Linked DNA regions of Mus musculus: all the other regions are linked to region 3. A link is a contact called in public Hi-C data. All regions are on one chromosome and are shown on one strand. The core of a region is the stretch at or near the end of the contact, and the rest is flanking DNA. Distances in the headings are between cores, read along the strand shown.

Region 1 (2,847 bases), core at 134-2,633, 170 kb after region 3:
TAAGAACTTTAAAGAACCATTAAAAATATTTCTTAAACCTTACAAAAACAGGGCACTGACACTCGGCTGGCCCTGGTGTGCTTCCTGTTTCTTCAAGGGCTTTACTAAAGATAAGCAATAACATAGCTTGATTAATCAGGTGTCCGGCAAAGCACCTGTCACCCCAAGTTTCTGATGACATATTAAATAGTAATCTCTTAAACACTTCGGTCCCAAATTGACAAGAGTCCATAAAACCGAATCATCCTAAGAACACACCATACATGTGACATAATTAAGTCTAAATATAAAAATGACTTGTGCAAATATTTTCAACTTGCTATTTTATCTTTAAACACGTCCTTGTCCATCATCTGCATCTTCTTAGACAACACAATAACATAACTAAAAAGTAAATAAACAACCATCTGTCCACTCTTTAAATCAAGTATTTATAACGTACTTCTCATGGGACACTGAGTCTGTGGAGCAAGATGACGGCATTTAAGGGCACATCAGCGACCAGCTTGCTGTGCTCACACCAATAGGTTTTCAAGTAAAATTTCTTAGCACAAACTTTAACTTTTTCCCCCAACAGTAAATGCCTTGCTTAGTGAAAATATTAATTTTAATGCCCAGTTCTTAGACTATGTTAATATGAGTTTCAGGAGGCAGGGTCACTGATAAATGTCACTTCAAAGCCTTAGTGTGGGCATGTGTAACAAGTCTTTTACACAAGCTTTTTGCAACACTGGAAAGGAGTTAGATCAGATGCACAACATACTCTAATGAGAATAAAAGGGGTGAGAGGGAGGGGGAAGGGGCATATAGAGACAGAGATCAGACTTTTCCTTTGACACAGAGAACTCAAAACAGCAACAAGTAGCAGCGGGGAGTTCAAGTAGCAGTGGAATTCTGGGGCTCCCACATCTCACACTAAGAAGAAAGTGTGCAGAGAAGGAAGACAGCAGGCAGTGAGGTGGGGACCCTCGGGAGCCCACAGGCACTGTACCCACCTTCTAGAAACTTTAACACATTAATAAGAACCCCTCTTGCCCAGCAATGCCAGAAGCCAGGGCTCCTCGGAAGGAGCTGCCTTCTGTCCGAGGACTGCAGATGGACTGACCGCCAGGGCAGCCATATCCCTCCCCACCTAGGAGAAAATGCCCACAGTCTCCCGATGTACTTATTGTGAAAATGGGCTGCGTTGTAAGCACAACAGCTGTGGAAGCAGTTGAGCCACCGCTATCTAGGCACAAACGCAAGGGTCAGAATTGATGGAGAGCAAAAGAAAAAAGTGACAAAAGAAAAAAAATTGCCCAGATAAATTAGTCAATGACAAAGTTGATAGTCGCATGAAAAGCTGGCTAGGGAAGATTTCCCCATTCGTGTCACGGCGACAGCATACAAGAGACCATTGTCCACACACGGGACCCAGCATATTGAAAGTTATCACGTAGCCGCTCTATAATGGGAAGAGGTTTTCTTCCCCCAAACTCCTGATGGAAGAAAGCTAAAACTTGTCTGCTCCTGATACTACTTTTAAAGTTGATTTCGGGGTTCACCCGTGCTCCGTGCTTCTTTTCTCTCCTCCCCACATTTGCAGCTGGACAAATATGAAAGTGGGGGGGGGAGACAGTAACAACAAACCCACACACATTTGCCTGAGCAAAGAAAAATAATGAACTGAATATGCATATCCTCATTAACTAAATTTAATTACGCTGAGTGGCATAGTAATCAGTGGTCGCTCCGGTTACAGTATTCACTGAAAGGGAGGTGGATTCCAAATTAAGGCAAAGCATGGGGGACAGTCGCATACTGATGAGGGAGCTGCACACAACGTGCCACAATACACCGTCTAAATCATTATTCGAGACACCGAAGAAAGAAGTACATTGCTGTGTTCTAAGACCAGTGCAGGAACAATTAGGCAGGACGGCTCCAGTCCCCTACAGCCCGACCGCCCGCCCCGGGTCTCCACGAAGTTCACAGCAGCCAGCCTGTCTGTGGTCCACCAGGATATTTGCATTTTTTCTTTATTTATTCTGTTTTCCTTTTTTCTCTCCTAGAAGTGAACAAAAACTCACCCTGCCTTTTCAGAGAGAAGGCCTATGCCCCTGGCCACAATAGTGGGAAGTCCTATCTAGCTCACTGGTGTGCAGAGCGCTCCAGGTTCCCACAACTAGAGCTTGAACTTGCAGCCGGCAGGCAGCAAACTTTTACAACACGTGCACAGAACAACAAAGGAGGCGCTCAGAGGGAAGAAGGGAGGGGGGCATTTGGAGGGAGGATGGAAAAGGGGTTATCATGCCAAACTTACCATCCACCAGGTCCTGGCTGACATGTCATAGCAAAGCTGCCATTTGATGGAGCTGTCCGACGTTTTCCCAGCCATCCTGCTGTCAGCGACCTTCATCAGAGGCAGCTCAATGGGAGATAAGAGACCTAGTCGAGGAAACATCAGCGGTGGCTTGCTGGACTACATGTAGGCCAATCCTTATCACACTGCATCATGGGAAAAGCTCCTTCATTAGCAGGAGGAACTGCAACCTCACAGATAGAAGGACAAGGATCAGTTCTTTTGCCTCTTTTTTTTTTTTTCCTGGTCTAAAGGGATTGGTGAAAGTAGCTAGCGTTCTTTGTGTATCATGTGTACAAGAGTGAAGTAGCTTGCAAGTGGGCGGCTAACTGCCTTGCTGGGCGATGCAGACTAAAGTTTATTTGCATTCTTCTCTGTTGTATATTGTTTGACATGGTCCATGGTCCTTGCTGAGCAGATGAAGAGAGGGGAGGGGTAGGAGGGAGGGGAGAAGGGAAAGGGAGCTGTAATTGCTCAGAATTAATATCTCCCCCAACAAAGACATA
Region 2 (2,768 bases), core at 75-2,574, 210 kb before region 3:
TGATCAATGTTTAATAGTAAGCAGCAGCACACACAGTACTTAAAGAAGGGTTTGATCATCGTTGCACTTTGCACAGGTGACTTCCTCTTTACAGCACCCCTAAGAGTCCAGTTGACCTGACCCTCTCATGTAGTAGGCTGGAAAACACACACGGAGCCTGGTGCTGAGGTAAAGCTACAGTGGAATTCCTTACTGAATTCTCTGCAGTAAGAACCCAGCAATCCAACGTTCTGCTCCTCCTTCTCGGTTTCCCTCTTGGTACAATGTTCTCCTACTGAACGATGGACAATAAGGGACACAAGAACGTCAAGAAATAGGAAACATGTCCAACACTATGTAGTTTCCATCACGTACAGTCATTTCCTATGCATGTAAAAATTCCAGCTTCCTCTCTCTTGCACACAGGTATTACAGGACATATATTTCAGGTAATTTAGACTCCAAGGTGTCCAGTCTACTTTCAATGATTTGCTGATGCAAGCAAACAGAATGAAATTTAAAGCATCTAAGATTTCAGTTGCAAACTCAGTTATAAAATGTGAAAGTAAGTCAGGCATTATGCTTCAGAATAAAATATCCTCAAAGGAATGTCTCTGATGTCCCAAAGTGGACACAAGGAGCATCGAATGCACACTGCCCTTTGTGGCTCACTTTGCTGGGCACGAAGAGTTACATAGACATTGGTGGGAATTAATGAAGAAAATGCTCTCTCCAGTTTCACAATTTAAATACATGATTACTTGAATTTTAACCACTCAATAATTTTTTTTTGGTAGGAGACAAAAACATTGATTTTGGGTACATTAGAAAGCCTGGAATATATTATTCCAGGTAGAGAGTGCCAGTGTTATTTATACTCACACTTCACTGCATGGTCTTTCTAACAATTTCCTGGCGCGTATTCTCCCCAAGTGTATGTTCTTTATAATCCCAACTTTGCAAAATAAAGAAATCAACGAAACACGACATGTCTAAATATCAACATAAACACCATAACTGACTATTTCTTTAGAGAAAGATAGATAATAGCGCTTGAATATATTGACTTAGAGGTATGGATTGAGTTTGGGCAGGTTACAGAGGGGTTACTTCTTCCTTTTTATTTTTAAAAATTAACTCTGAATATCCTGACAATTCATCATGGGCACTCTTAAGTATTTAACTTTATGTTGGGAAAATAAACTGGAGTTTTTCTCTGTGGAAACCTATGGGAGAATTATATCTTGTTCAAAATATTCCACTGAATAGCATGACTGTCTAACTATAATTGGTGCAGCACTAATGGAATTAATCTCCAGATGGCTGTTGGGAGGAGAAGGCATCTCCTTGCGTAAGAGTCCAGATCAGCATGGCCCTGAAAAGCAGCAGCTGACGACAGGGTTTGAGAACTGTTGCTCACACTGCATTTCCAGCATTGGAAAGGGGCAGAGCAACAGTCTTACCCCGAAACACAAATCAACTGGCTTTAAGTTTAAAATTAACCATCAAAATGGGTATAACATTCTTTTAAAAAAAAATTCTGCCATTCACTATAAAGACCCATTTTTGTGACAAGATCAACTTCTGGCTATGGGAAGATTATAAAAATTATAAATGACTGCTTTGTGTATGTCCTTGGAAAGAAGAAAGCTCTCTCTCTCTCTCTCTCTCTCTCTCTCTCTCTCTCTCACTCTCTCTCTCTCTCTCTCTCCCTCTCCCTCTCCCTCTCCCTCTCCCTCTGTCTGTCCCTCTCTCTCTTGCACGAGTGATGCAATCAACTGCAAAAGTGTTTCTGCATGTTGTTCACCAAAACAGTCCATACCTACCTGAAACAGAAGTCAAATAGCTAGAATCTCAACACACGCCATCACTGATGCTAAGTTTGTGCAGGGTACACTCTGTCTACAGGAACAGACAGGTGCTCTCCCATCCAAAAGTAAGAAAAGGGACAAAGAGTGCCTAAGCCCATGCAGTCGTCTCTAAAACACCAGGGTCAAAGGACCTTCCACTCTTCAGGTTCACACCCATTTAAACCTGTGAAGCTACAATCTGAAGATGGACAGCACCAGCAGTGGGCTAGCCTAGTTATCGTCTCTCCCAGTATATCAAACTCTCACGGGTTTTCTTCTAACTGTTGGCTTCCAACAGAGAGGGGGGCAGGATGCTCTCCTAGAAGCTGCATCTTTACTTTGAAAACATAGAGGAAAAAAACTGAGACAAAAGAGGCAGATTATCACCTAATATGCACTCTTAACTTATACAGAAATCGAAATATATGTAAAACAAGTACTGAATAATTAAAGAAATGCGTAACACTAAGGGCCTGATTTTAATTTGCATAATTTTCCCCCTAACAGTGCCTAATTAAGACATCAGTTTAAGAAAAAAAAAATCCAATGGAACTCTAAGATTTTCCACACTGAATTAACGTTAAGGACTTTTAATGGATGTCTTAATTAGACTTTGTTATTCATGGAAATTCTAAACAAATTAAAATCAGACCTTGTGTGCACTGTTCCCAGCTGAGTCTAGCAAAATACACTATGAAACAGACTTTTGAATCCATACTCTGGGAGCAAATTTCGTTTCTAAACTGGCATCCCAAGGTCTTCCCCCACTTCCTTAATTGTCTGCAGTCTCATCATCAGTACGTCATGTGGACTTTTTTTAAAGGCACAAATACATGTGTTTAACTCCAAAATGTTAATATTTGATTTTATAATTAATTAGTAAAACTAAAAGCAAAGGTAACTTTCTAAGCCACACAAGGGGTGCAGTATTTTATGTTT
Region 3 (2,736 bases), core at 156-2,655:
GGAGAGGGCAGAATGCAAGGGCCTCACAGAGGGGCCAGCGAAGAAAAGAACTTCCTAGACAGCCAGAACCAGTCTGTGCCTTTCAGAGACTCCTGCTCTTCTGCCGGCAAGGTTTGGACTGGGGAAAGGTGAAGGTGGCTGGTGGGTGAGAGGAGAATAGGAGAAGGGGGTAAGGGTGGCTACTTTACTCTCCCTGTCAGAGCTAGCTGAGGCCAACTTTAAGGGGTCAAGGTACCAGAAAACTGCAAGTTTAGATAGCTTGTCCAGTGACAGAGGCTTTGAATTTGCCACAGTCTCTAGATAGGATGTGAAGCTGGGAAGAAGGGAGAGAGAGATTTTTTGGAACACTGGAAACAGGGCCAGACCTTGATACCCTTAAAAATCAAAGAGCCCAAGGTCACATCTGCCCACAGCTCTTGACGTAGGGGCTGGTGACAGTGGGGAGCCTGAACTGGTTCCTAAAGAGAGAGGTAGGGTAAGACCAGGATTCCTGGCTGAGATGGCAAAAGGTACCACTAAGCAAGGGCTCAGAGAAGGAGCAGGGGAAAGCCTGTCTCCCAAGACAGTTTTAGATCGTCCCTCCCGAGGGGCCCAGTCCCCGGTCTCCTCCACCCTTCGAGGGTGGCACACGCGGGAATCTTTGGGCCATTGCTAGCGGTTTCCTGACTTTGCGTCGGGTCATTGCGCACCACGTGCATCAATGGCCCCAGGGGAAGAATTTCGGCTAGCACTCCCTGGAGAAGAGGACTATGCTGGCCCCAGATTGTACAAGCGGGCCACCAACTTCTCCCTGAGCTTCCATAAGGAGTCATGAATCGCAGTGCACGCGAGGCTCGCGGGTTCCATGCTCGCCCTGGCACATCGCTCTCCCTCACTGTTCAGCGCACCAACAGAACCGGGACTGCAATTCTGTTCCAAGCCAGCGCAGCTCACCCTCCTTGTCCAAGGCTAGGGCATTTTGAGGAAGGATCTTCCCAAAGGAACCCATCTCTCTAAAGCGGGAGTAGGGTTCTTTAGTAACTCTCTGGGGGTGGGAGGTAAATCAAATTGCCTGTGGGCTTGCAGCTGGAAGCCAGCTATTTAGGCTCGCTGAGCCTCGTTCCTAACGGATCAGCTCTTTCGATGTTTGGGGATAAGTTGAAGACTGAAGAGAAAACATGATTATCTTAAGTAACTCGCACATCGCCGTTTTCGTCCCCGACTAAAAGTCTGTGTCTTGGGCCAGTTTCGCGATGCCCACGCAAGGCCCAGACTTTAATATTTAAACCAGGCCAGGTGAAACTACCTGTTGGGGTACACTGCAGTCTATAAATCTGATCCTCCTCTCCTTACACAGTTTTGGGGAGAGCTGGAACTGTTCTGGGGGTGTTCAGAGAAGGGACTTCAGCCGAAGGGCGAGCGGCAGTAGTAACAGAGTCTGGCGATGCCCGGGAACTGCACTAGCTCCTCGGCCTCGGTCTGCAGAAGCTAAAGACAGCCCCATGCAGCCGAATCTCGGCGCGATTCTCTATGATTCACTATGAAGCAGTGTGGAAGATTCTTGAGACCAGAGCGCGAGGGGACTCTCAAAAACAAAGAGCCGGGGGCAACTTGCTATGCTCCCGCCCCCCACGGTACACTCCAACCCTTAACGTTTCTCCCTATGCGGAAATTCACTCAACTTCTCCGAGGAGCAGGCGACGGATGCTCTCCTGCCACAGCCTGGGGGCTACCGGCAGCTTCTAGGCCACTTTGCTGGAAGAAAGTCATTGCCTCAAGGAGCAGACACACATTCTTAATCCAGCAGCCGCCGAAGAGCAGTTCACTTACCAGGACCTGATGAGCCCGTGGGGAGGATTTTTAGAAGCTGGGGACAGGCAGGCTCATGTGTCCTAGAACCTGTGGGAAAGACCATTGGGACTGAAGTTTCACTTGGAAAGTGCTGGGCGCAGCCCGGCTCTGGCGCACATTTTCCAGGCTTCCAGGCAGCCAAACTGCGGGAAGCTGCTGGAGGCACCTGGGGCTCAGGCTTTTCCATTGAGAGTTTCTGATGCGGGTTGCTAGTTGTTTATTTTTGTTTTTGTTTGTATGTGTGTGGCTTTTTTTTTTTTTTGGCAGCGAACCCCACTGAGCTTGGGGAGCACCAATATTTGGAATTGCCGTACCAAGGGTCTCATCAGAGGATCAGAGGAGATAAGCAACTTGGGGAACGCGGCGCATTTAGTTTTCTAAGGCCATGCGTTTTTTTATCCCCCACGGTCACTATTTATTTGGCTGCAAACGAAATGGGAATAGATATTAGGAAACTGGGGGGAAGAAAGCGGATAAGCCTTAAATTGTTGAGAGCGCTCCTTTTTACAGTGAAGACTATAGGACTACGTGGAATGGAGAGAAATTATTAGTGAGACTTCATCGCACAGGAATGGTGGAGGAGATTGAGCCACGGAACTAGAAGATGTCTCCGATCTGTTTTGCGCACCGCAGGTTCCCCACCCGCAGTTAATCATCCTGGCAATATTCGCTTGATCTGCCCGCAAGTAGCTTGTCTCCCCGTCCTTCCTGACACTTCCCTTCTCTGTTTACATCTTTCCATGCTGGGTCACCAGCCAGAGTTTTGGGCTTCCCGGACCTCTCGGGTGCCTTGGCAAAAACTCTTACAAACTTTTCGAGCGCACACTTGCGGGTGGGCTCTCTCCAAGCGGGTCTCTGGACTGCCAAGAGACCCTCTTCAGCCGAGAAGCCTGGAATAATTTTCAG

Evidence for each region. Hi-C and Micro-C count contacts between places; a contact is called where the count stands out from the background.
Region 1: a contact with region 3 is called in a Hi-C map of cerebellar granule neurons, with 3 times the contacts expected there. The contact joins two enhancer-like sites. A contact is called at or near these places in 1 of 39 promoter capture datasets (embryonic stem cells) and 3 of 484 Hi-C or Micro-C datasets (the C2C12 cell line, cerebellar granule neurons and cerebellum).
Region 2: a Hi-C map of muscle stem cells shows a contact between it and region 3, with 1.7 times the contacts expected there. The contact joins two enhancer-like sites. A contact is called at or near these places in 9 of 484 Hi-C or Micro-C datasets (liver, mammary gland, muscle stem cells and 2 more) and 7 of 115 datasets of contacts at active chromatin or transcription factors (embryonic stem cells, heart atrium, hepatocytes and 3 more).

The regions. Positions count from the first base shown.
Region 1 is chr4:82,703,213-82,706,059 of GRCm38.p6, forward strand. No RefSeq gene overlaps it. Among named protein-coding and RNA genes, the nearest start is that of Gm11269, 13 kb to the left of the region's middle. Within about 2 kb of position 1,384, at least 40 of the 459 cell types and tissues checked have an H3K27ac peak or open chromatin away from gene starts, as enhancers often do. A contact at or near this core is called in cerebellar granule neurons and cerebellum, where this site is marked.
Region 2 is chr4:82,323,852-82,326,619 of GRCm38.p6, forward strand. The region is part of intron 8 of Nfib (nuclear factor I/B); the gene reads right to left. Among named protein-coding and RNA genes, the nearest start is that of Nfib, 180 kb to the right of the region's middle. Within about 2 kb of position 1,325, at least 10 of the 459 cell types and tissues checked have an H3K27ac peak or open chromatin away from gene starts, as enhancers often do. A contact at or near this core is called in muscle stem cells, where this site is marked.
Region 3 is chr4:82,535,991-82,538,726 of GRCm38.p6, forward strand. The region is part of intron 1 of Gm11266 (predicted gene 11266); the gene reads left to right. Among named protein-coding and RNA genes, the nearest start is that of Gm11266, 29 kb to the left of the region's middle. Within about 2 kb of position 1,406, at least 60 of the 459 cell types and tissues checked have an H3K27ac peak or open chromatin away from gene starts, as enhancers often do. A contact at or near this core is called in cerebellar granule neurons, cerebellum and muscle stem cells, where this site is marked.